3 separate regions of the Mus musculus genome follow, and all the other regions are linked to region 2. The links are chromatin contacts, called in public ChIA-PET and Hi-C maps. All regions are on one chromosome and are shown on one strand. The core of a region is the stretch at or near the end of the contact, and the rest is flanking DNA. Distances in the headings are between cores, read along the strand shown.

What was found. Hi-C and Micro-C count contacts between places; a contact is called where the count stands out from the background. ChIA-PET counts read pairs in DNA pulled down with a chosen protein or histone mark.
Region 1: a contact with region 2 is called in a Hi-C map of liver, with 2.2 times the contacts expected there. The contact joins two enhancer-like sites. A contact is called at or near these places in 2 of 484 Hi-C or Micro-C datasets (cortical neurons and liver) and 3 of 115 datasets of contacts at active chromatin or transcription factors (CD8 T cells, double positive thymocytes and extraembryonic endoderm stem cells).
Region 3: an REV-ERBa ChIA-PET map of liver shows a contact between it and region 2, with 5 times the contacts expected there. The contact joins two enhancer-like sites. A contact is called at or near these places in 3 of 484 Hi-C or Micro-C datasets (cortical neurons and liver), 4 of 115 datasets of contacts at active chromatin or transcription factors (double positive thymocytes, extraembryonic endoderm stem cells, liver and 1 more) and 1 of 9 other capture datasets (embryonic stem cells).

What each region holds. Positions count from the first base shown.
Region 1 is chr3:52,500,556-52,503,649 of GRCm38.p6, reverse strand. No RefSeq gene overlaps it. Among named protein-coding and RNA genes, the nearest start is that of Gm30173, 15 kb to the left of the region's middle. Within about 2 kb of position 1,574, at least 36 of the 459 cell types and tissues checked have an H3K27ac peak or open chromatin away from gene starts, as enhancers often do. A contact at or near this core is called in liver, where this site is marked.
Region 2 is chr3:52,291,875-52,294,948 of GRCm38.p6, reverse strand. The region is part of intron 1 of Foxo1 (forkhead box O1); the gene reads right to left. Among named protein-coding and RNA genes, the nearest start is that of Foxo1, 25 kb to the right of the region's middle. Within about 2 kb of position 1,703, at least 16 of the 459 cell types and tissues checked have an H3K27ac peak or open chromatin away from gene starts, as enhancers often do. A contact at or near this core is called in liver, where this site is marked.
Region 3 is chr3:52,525,341-52,528,460 of GRCm38.p6, reverse strand. The region is part of intron 1 of Gm30173 (predicted gene, 30173); the gene reads right to left. Among named protein-coding and RNA genes, the nearest start is that of Gm30173, 9.9 kb to the right of the region's middle. Within about 2 kb of position 1,285, at least 16 of the 459 cell types and tissues checked have an H3K27ac peak or open chromatin away from gene starts, as enhancers often do. A contact at or near this core is called in liver, where this site is marked.

The DNA.
Region 1 (3,094 bases), core at 325-2,824, 210 kb before region 2:
CTCAACCCCCCAAGTCTCTCAGTCACAGAACCAGAGAAGTGAGGACTTAGCTCCCATTCTATTCAGACATAGACATACAGACAGACAAATGGCATTTCAAGTGGACCACATCAAGCAGGAGGGATCATGTGGAGCTGAAACCCCAGGGACAGTTTAGAGTTCTTTGGCTATTAGTCCTTTCACACACAAACACACATGTACACATACCACATACCACACACTATATACCACACACTCACACACACAGTGGTCAGATGGCAGGTCTGTGGCACTATTGCTGTCTGTGTGCTAGGTGACCCTTCTTTTAAACGGTCTAAATGAGACTGTAGCATCTCTTGTTGGTCTGACTTGTCCAATAAGTTTGAAGGGCTGGTTCTCCATGAGCTTAAATATGCCCATATCCCTCCTTGTTCCCCACCTCCATTTGTAAATGTATGGGTGGCACCTTCTTCCTTGTAGCAGTAAGTTGCCAGTCTGTGCCCAGTGGCTTGCACTGGACAGATGTCACTATTTAATTTGTACACAAGAGGCAATCACCTTGCCCCTGTGTTTATGCTCAAAATGGAGCCAAATGTCCCTTTGCAAAGTAGGGTCGGCATGGGCAAAGCTCCTCCTGAGAGCTACTGTTTCACACAGTACGGACTCACTTAGGGCAGGGCAGCAGCTCCGACGTATAGTGGTGCTTCAGAGTGGACAAGACGTCATCTCCACACGAATCGTCAGCCAACACGGGGTCACTTGGATTTGCAAGAATTAGAACCGGACAGAGCACACTATAGCCAATGGATAAGGAGGAGGAAGAGGAAGAAAATGAGGAAGAAAGGAAGCCACTGGGGATGTGATCCTTGGATTAGTGACAAACTATTAACACACTTCAACTGATCTCTGCAAGCTCTGGAACGGAGCTCTACCAAAAGTATGTTAGTTCTAACAGCATGAAGTTGCTGTTCCAGGAATGTGTTTTTAAAAAGCCTTTCCTGGAAAACGGTACTTTCTTACAATAAATAAATATGAAGCTTTGTGAAGGTGTTGCTTGGAGGCTCCAGGTCGGGCTTGCTGTGTAGGTCACAGGTCAGAGCAGGCAGGGGAGGGGAGCATAAGGCAGATCTTTGCTCTTTTCCAGATGTCTTTCCTCCCTTGAATGGGAACGTGACAGTCCCTGTCCCGGGCCCTGCTGCTGTCAATGAGGGCACATACAAAGTGCTTTGCACTCTCTAAGGGAATCGTGCTTTTTGACACCATTTCCTTATCATGTGTCATGTTTAAGCCCGTGCTTTCGCAATCAGGCAGCAATGCCAAGGGTCATCTGTGACTGATTAGCCGGGTTTACTAGAGGCCATCTCTCATCCTTCTCTCTGTCCTGGCTGACTAACATCCAAAGGAAAACTGAGAAACAGACAGAAAGAAAAAATAGAACCCCACCCCATCCCACCCCCACCCTACCCCCATTCCACCCTTATGCTACCCCACCCCCTCACCCCCACTCCACCCTTACCCTACCCCACCCCACCTCCACCGCCCCATCCCCACCCCTGCCCTATCCCTACTTCACCCTTACCCTACCCCACTTCCTTACCCCCTACCCCACCCCCAAGGCTCTCCCATCCACCCAGCATCATGCTAGGTACTGTGGCCATCATTTATATATCACCCCACAAGAAAAGATTTCTCATCAGCATGCCCAGAACAAGTGGGCTCAGAAAGGCAAAGTGACTTTTGCAACCAAGATGTCAAGCAAGGGTCTCCTGGGTTGTACTTCCTCTTTAACGATGCCCTTGTCCCTGTGTGACTTTTGGAACAATCTGCCAAGCTGGCTGGCGCTGCCGTTTGGGAACTGATGGTGAATGAACGTGTTGTCATACCTAGTACAGGCTTGCTCAACGGTGCAAAGGGTGGCCGTTGCTGCTCAGATTCAAATCTCATTTAAACAAAAGTCCTGAACGGAATTCCGTCTGGTGTAGCCACAGGTTTGCCTGAATCATCTTTGCTTAGTTCTGACCTCCAGTCCCTCAATTGGCAGTGAATTTCTCAGACTTTGTCTTCTGTGGATGGGTGGGTGGTGTGAGACAGCGGAAGAAGCCAAAGGATCATGGGAAATTGTCCTGACACATCTTCTCCTTCCCTATCTCGTTTTGTTAGGTTTTTGTTTGGGGTTCTGTGTATTTGTTTGTTTTTAATTCTCCAAACTTGACTATTTCTTCCTGACCCAGAACCTTCTACAAGCTGCAAGGAACCTGACTAAAGCTCAGAGCATTCTCTGTTGGCATCCAAGATCTTTGCCTTAGACGTGTTCCTTAACCTCGTGGCCTCTCACATTCTTCTAAAGTGTGCAGCTCAGTACCTGAACATATAAACAGTGACTCTGTGCCTTGTTTCCCTCCTCAGAAGCCTCAAACCGCATTGACCCCTCAAACTACAACCTTTAAGTATATACGCCTGTTAGGCCCCTTCCCAGTTAAAATCTCTGAAGTTTGCATTACAATGAACAGATATAAAACAACAAGCAAAGACAGAAAGGTTTGAAACAGATGAGAAAAGACCAGCTCATGAGAAGATGCTAAGAGGCCTGGAGACATGGCTCCACTGCTGAGAGAACTGTTTGCTCTTGCAAGGAGGGATCTGGGTTTGGTTTTCAGCATCCTAAGAGTGATTCACAATCATTTATCATTCCAAAGGGATCTAAGGCCTTCTTCTGCCCCTCACTGCACCTGGCACACATGTGATACCCATACATGCAGGTCAAACATCATATACAATGTGTGTGTGTGTATGTGTGTGTGTGTGTATTTGAGACTCTGTGTAGCCCTTGCTGTATAGCACTGAATGATCAGTGTTTATATAGATCAGGCTGGCCTCGAACTCACAAAGTTGTCACTGCCTTTGCCTGCTGAGTTCTTGGATTAGAGTTATGCACCACCACACCTGGCTAGAGTAAATAAATCTTTTTTTTAAAAAAAAACTGCTTTAAGGTAAAAAGTTTGATACTTCCCTGCTGTGTTCAGAGCACAGTACTGGGTGAAGGATGGAAAAGACATGAGGTCAGGTGCTTGCTATGTGTCTAAGAGTAAAGGCTGCCAAAAACTTAGTAATCAAG
Region 2 (3,074 bases), core at 454-2,953:
GACACCAGCTACACGGAGCTCAGCAATTTAAGTGGTTTCTGTCTAGAGAATTATGTAACTGACAGGTAATAATGGCTCGCTACATAACTAATATCAAACCTCACAAAGACATTAATAAATGAACAGTGCCATATTCAATAAAGTAAAGATACAAACCTAAGAAGCTGAAGGAAAAACAAGTATGTCATTTTAAACATAAAAACAAAGGTGGTTTTGGTCCCAATAAACACACACATACACACACACACATACACACAAACCCTCCCTTTATGGATTCAATGTCCATTCAACGTTTGCTAAAACCCAAGCCTCTACACCCAACTCATACCATTTATGACTCTTAACCAATTGGACATCTTCCTTGATGAGCATGTGGCATTATTCTGGCATACACCAGGGCTTAGCAGTGAAGAGCTCCTGCTCTTCTTTCAGAGGACTGGAGTGAAGTTTTGTTTCCAGCACAAGGAGGCAGTGCACAAGCACTCTCAAACTCCAAATTCAGGGGGCTACAATGCTCTCAGCAGGCTTCTGGGGATAGATACATCACAGACTTCACTTCCCGCTCAGGGTGGCTAACAGTGCTAAACGCCAATCCGATCCTGAGTGGTCAGGAGGACTCCCAGGCTGAGACCCTGCATGACCTAAGTGCAGAGAGGGAGCTGAGCAGCTACTCGGCCTCCCTCCCTCTCTGCTGAACCACAATGCTACCAGGTCCCCTAAGCTCCTGTTGTGATTTCCCCGCCTTGATGGAACTGTGAACCAAACAAACCATCCAGTAAGGGCCGTGTCAAGGTTACTGTTGTTAAACAGGGTCTCACATCATCATCCTGCCTGGCCTGGAACTCACTATGTAGACCACGCCGGTCTAGAACTCAGAGGTCAGCCTGCCTCTGTCTCTGAGATTATTAATCAGTGTTAGAGGGCAGTGCCCTGCTATTTTATGACAGCAAGAAAACAGCAAACAGACAATGAGAAAAATGCTGTTTCCAATACTGACTCCTTGGTTCTTCCTTCAAAAAAAAAAAAAAATAGCCATGTTAACTGAAGATAAAATGTTTCACAGGCTACTACGTCATCAGCAGCTTTGCAGGACCAACAATGCCAGCTCATGTAATAGGAAATCAATGGCGTGTTTCTAGTTAGAGCCATGACGTGTAGTGCACTACTACAGTCCACTGGGGGAGGAGAGGAGGATGCATGACCACACTGTCTCGGAAACCTTTCAGAAAACACACGACGGCTCAAGCTTGCAGTCCCAGGGCTCAGCTCAAAATCTGACTGTCAAACACTCCTGAAACGGTGACAAATACTGTCTGCTGTGACAATAGTGAAAACTCTTCACAGAAATCCTGGCACAGTATTTTACAGGGAAAAAACATCTGGATAATGTGATGGTCTAAGCAACCCTTTAATCTAGACATCTGACCTCTAATCACTGCCTTCTACAGTGGGGTCAGCTGGTCACTTCTGAGGAAGGGCTCTGAGCACAGCCTGTCAGGAGTGATGCTTCAGTGAATCCCTCACCACGACCCTTGCAGCCGCACGAGCAGCCCACAGTCACTGCTGCCCTCCCTGTCCTGGGTACCCAAGGATGCATGCCCCAGCAGCACGGGAGAAGCAGGGGCTCCAGCTAATCTCTGCCACACAAGGCACACAACCTTGGCAAGAACCAGGTTTGCTATCACGCTCCCTTCCGTAACCTGGCAGATGACGGTGGTACAAGTCTGCTGTGAGGATCATCTGCATAGAGCCCCAGTACACTGGCTGGCCTCAGAAGCTGAGCATTACAACAATGTTCAGACACTGTCTTAAGCACGAGATATGGATCAGTGCACACGTGAGACCACACGAGCCTCCCTCGTTGTTAGCCCACCTTAGGAGAAAACTGAAGCATAAAGAACAGAGCTTTGGGCCAGCGAGATGGCTTGGCAGATAAAGGCCCTCACTGTCAAGTCTTAGTTCAACCCCCAGTGGTGACCTGGTTGGAGAGAACAACCCCTCCAAGTTGCCCCACTCCACACAAACACTGTGGACACACACACATGCACACACATGTGGACGAACTGACACACAACTGAGTTAATCTAACTTATAAACGTTTAAAAGACAGAATCTCAAGCACAAGCAGAGGGCATCTGGATTCAAAACTCAAACGCAAAGGCAACAGCTCGTATTGGCCCCAGTGTACAATTCTAAAACAGTGCCTTCACTGGGGTTTCACCCTCAACCTTCTATCAAACATTAACCAACTCAAACCCCCCCCCCACCACCACCACCCCACACACACTGTCTCATGTTCAGTGATAAAAATAGCTTCCACATAGAAAACTCGTCTTACACACTATAGAACACATTTAGCACTTTATTCGATTCTAACTGAAACCCGCTGGTTGTTCCCACTTTTCACTGAGAAAAGCAATGTAGCTGGAGTCTGAGTAACACAGCTGCTAAGTGCTATGACGACCCATTCGTTGTGACTTACAAAACCCCAAACTGACTGTAACAGCTTTACAGGGAGAACTTTGAATGTGTAGTTAAAAATCAAAACTAAGACGTCTACGTGTGCAGTGGACATTACAAAGAGAGAGCAGTTTAGAAGCCCCGGGCGGAGGACATATAGGGGACAGCTCCTATTTTACCACCAGTAGTCTACCGACCAAAGATTCTGTCTACCCACTTTACTCTGGATTTTGAGAAAATTCTTAAAAATCAGGTCCAACTGCTCAGGTTGTAATCTCAGTACTAAAAATGCTGAGGCAGGAGGATGCCAAATCCCAAGCCAGAGAGACGGAAGTATATAATATTCAGACTAAAACACTATGCATAGAGAAAATCTGCCAGTTTAAACCTTAAACAAGAGAGACCTTTGAAAAAGTGGGAAAGGGGTAAATATAACAAGAAGATATTAAAAAAAAAGTTTAGAAAGTAATAAATTGGTTTAAACAGTTCCATTCTACTCTCTCTTATTTGGGGCTTGAGGGCTAGGAAAGGAATTAGGCAGCGCAAACAAATCCAAAGCAGGAGTCTGGACAAAGGAAGATTCAGAAAGTGGGGACGGCAGAGACTTCAGCTCT
Region 3 (3,120 bases), core at 36-2,535, 230 kb before region 2:
CCTAAACTGTACTTTCTTGTCAGTTGTATTTTCTAATCAATCATCCTGCAAGACATGTTAAGCAAGGACTCAGTGTTATTTCGTCAAGTTTCCATGGCCTTATAACATTGGGGGCGCCTCTTGGAGCGCCTGTTCTCTGTTGCTTTTTTTCCCTCAATTCCCCAAAGCAGAGGGGCTCCCTCCTTCAGCCAATTCTCCTGCCAATGCCCCAGGTCTCTATTAATAGTCAACTTCCTATTGACACCATGTCCTAACCCTGGCACATGGCTGCTCTATCTTCTGGCTTCACTCTCCTACAACACCTCTAAGGGACAATGGCTTCCTTTGTCACCAGTGATCCCTGAGATTGCTGGGGTCAAGAGCCTTTGACTCCTTTCTCATCCTGCTACTTAGGCCACTTCCGGCTCCTCCCCTCCTCACCCCTCACCCTAACCCATCTCAGCAATCCTCTATAGGGTTGCTCACGTCCCAGAGACCCTTCTTCCACAGTTGACGACTATCCTAGAAGCATGCACAGATGAGAGACATTGACCCAAGACCATCTTGGTCACACAGTGGGTGCCAGAACAGTGGCTAATTGCTTGCCCAGCACTTCCCTGAGGGACAGATAGACAGACAACCACATGGTCCAGAGCTACTTGCTATTGGCTGAAAAAAGAAAAAAAAAAAAAAAAAACAAAAAACAAAAAAAAAACAAAAAAATATAGTTAACTCTCTTGGCATAGTAGTAAAATGGGAGGCTGTTGAGGGCTCAGAGGTCTGTGGGTGGTGCCAAGAAGCCTGTGTAGCGCAGTCCCAGGATGCTGAAAGAAGCTAAAGAGGCCAGCCTTCCAGGAGAGAAAAACCAAGTCAATATCACCAGGCTGCTAATGCCTCCAGCTCTCGCAGTGACAGGAACAGGATGTTCCAGGGTGGCTGCACCCTGGAGCCAGTCTCTATCAATCATAGCTTGGAACATCCAGCTTCAGGCTGCAACTAGCTCCTGAGAGGGCTCTCTTTCACCTCCTTGCTAAGCTTTTGTTTTGCTACCAAATTCTTATTGACACTCCGGAAACGAGAATCGTTTTAGGTTTCATCATTAGAGTGGCTTGGTGTACCACGCATCGGCAAGACAGCTGGGACGACCCAGGACTTCGACCGCCCCCCCCCCCAGACACCCCACCCCCAACCCCCGTTGGCTGTTGTTTATTCATCCTTCTCGATGACTGGCATGAGTTCAGGTTGTCACACAGGTCTTCTCCAGAACATCTGGCCAGTTGTTTATCTTCCCAGCTTTGTGACAGTTGGCAGTCACCCATCTTTGGCTCCCTTTGACCTCCCACAAGAAGTCCAACCTTTAACTGGGTGTTTAACTTCGGTGCTGTGGAAATCAACTTGAAAGGAACTTACGTGACTGCCCTGCCTTTTGTCACCTGTCCCTTCTTAGGCAGTGCATATCTGCTCTTGCCCTATCTGTGTTCTCTCCCACATCAAGTTTTCCAAGGATCACCATAAGGATCGACCACATAAGTAATATCCCAACAGGATTTCTCCCACAGATTAGGAGTCTTTTCCTCGGTTTACATTTCAGCAAAGATAGACCCAATTTCCAAACTAACCTTCTGGGCTGACAATGAAGATTCACCATGGACTTCTCACAGACCCACCCACTCTTTTCTCTACCCCACTCCCTAACCTCTCTAGTTTACCTTTTCTATAAAGTCATACTTGCCTTCTAAGTGGCAGTACAGTGTTTTCGGGAAGCTTCTGTGATTTGATGCGGTCTTCTCTCTGCCCTGTATCCTTCTTCTTTGGTTCCATTCAGCTGCTTCTGGTATCCACCTTATTCCTAATCTCACCCTCCCTGAGATACACACAGTGACGGGAGTCGGGGAAAGGGTGATGATGGTGATGGTGATGATAATGATGATGGTGATGGCAATGAGCTAACATCTGTTACTCGTTAACAAGACACTTTATGCAGAAGATTCACCAGGTCTTCCAGCTGCCACGTCTTTTAGGTTCTCCAAGCTTTTACCCAAGATAATCACTACAGATCACTAAGAGAGCTTAAACGGCCAATCTGGTTGATGCCGGTGTATTTACCTGCTCTTTGTGGTCTTCATTCCTTTATCTGCAACTCCCCTGTATCTATGATCATAATTCTGGACCCTGACACATTTGACTTTGCTTTTAAATCAAAAGGTACTATTTCATTTTTAAAACTCCATGGTTTTGTGACAATCTCTGGATTTTCAGTGGTGAATCAAGAGAACGGTTTGGGATAAGGATGATGCAGGTGTTTAAGTCTTGCCTCCACAAATTACGCTCCCCTACTTAACGAAGGACTGACATTCCAATAGGTTCATAGCGAGTGGAAAACATCATTAAGTCACAAATGCACTTGGGATACCTAGTGCACCAAATGCCCCTGCTTACCACACAGCACACTGGAGTGTCAGCGTCTCTCTTCCTCATGATGCCAGGGCTTACTGGGGTCTGAGGTTCATTGCCTCTACCCAGCATCTACCAACAGGTCTGTTGCTTTAGAAACATTGTAACGTTCTAATATGGTAAGCCAAACTATCATAAAGCTGGGGGCTTCTAAATGCTTTGTGATCCTAGGTGTGTTTTCTTATGATTCAGCACCTCAGTTTCCTTGTTTATGAAATAAAGATAATATAGAAAGCACAGGGTCTGAAAATCACATGAAGTGACGTGTGCAAACAGCACCATGCTCAGCATCTAGTGGCTGCTACACCGTCTTCTTCTTCCTGCAATGATGTCTGTTCCCAGGGTAGCAGGAGGGAAGGAGATTTCGGATTTTGTCATCATGCCTTCCTAATGCAAGTGTACCATGGGAAAGTTCTCCACATTACAAAATGGGAAGAAATAACCTTGTCTGCAGCTCACAGCTGCTATCCTTCTGCTCCCAAACTGCAGAACAAACTCTTACCTCATACTATGCTCTTCCAGCATGACTCTATCTGGGAAGCTCTATAGTATTTTGTCTCCTGGCTTGTTTACCAGGTTCAATGCCTTCTTAGCTTGAGAACACCCAGTAGTGGTAGACCCTTAGGCAAGACTTAGAGTGGTCCTGGACCTGTAACATCACCTGGAAACTAGACAGAAATGCAGATT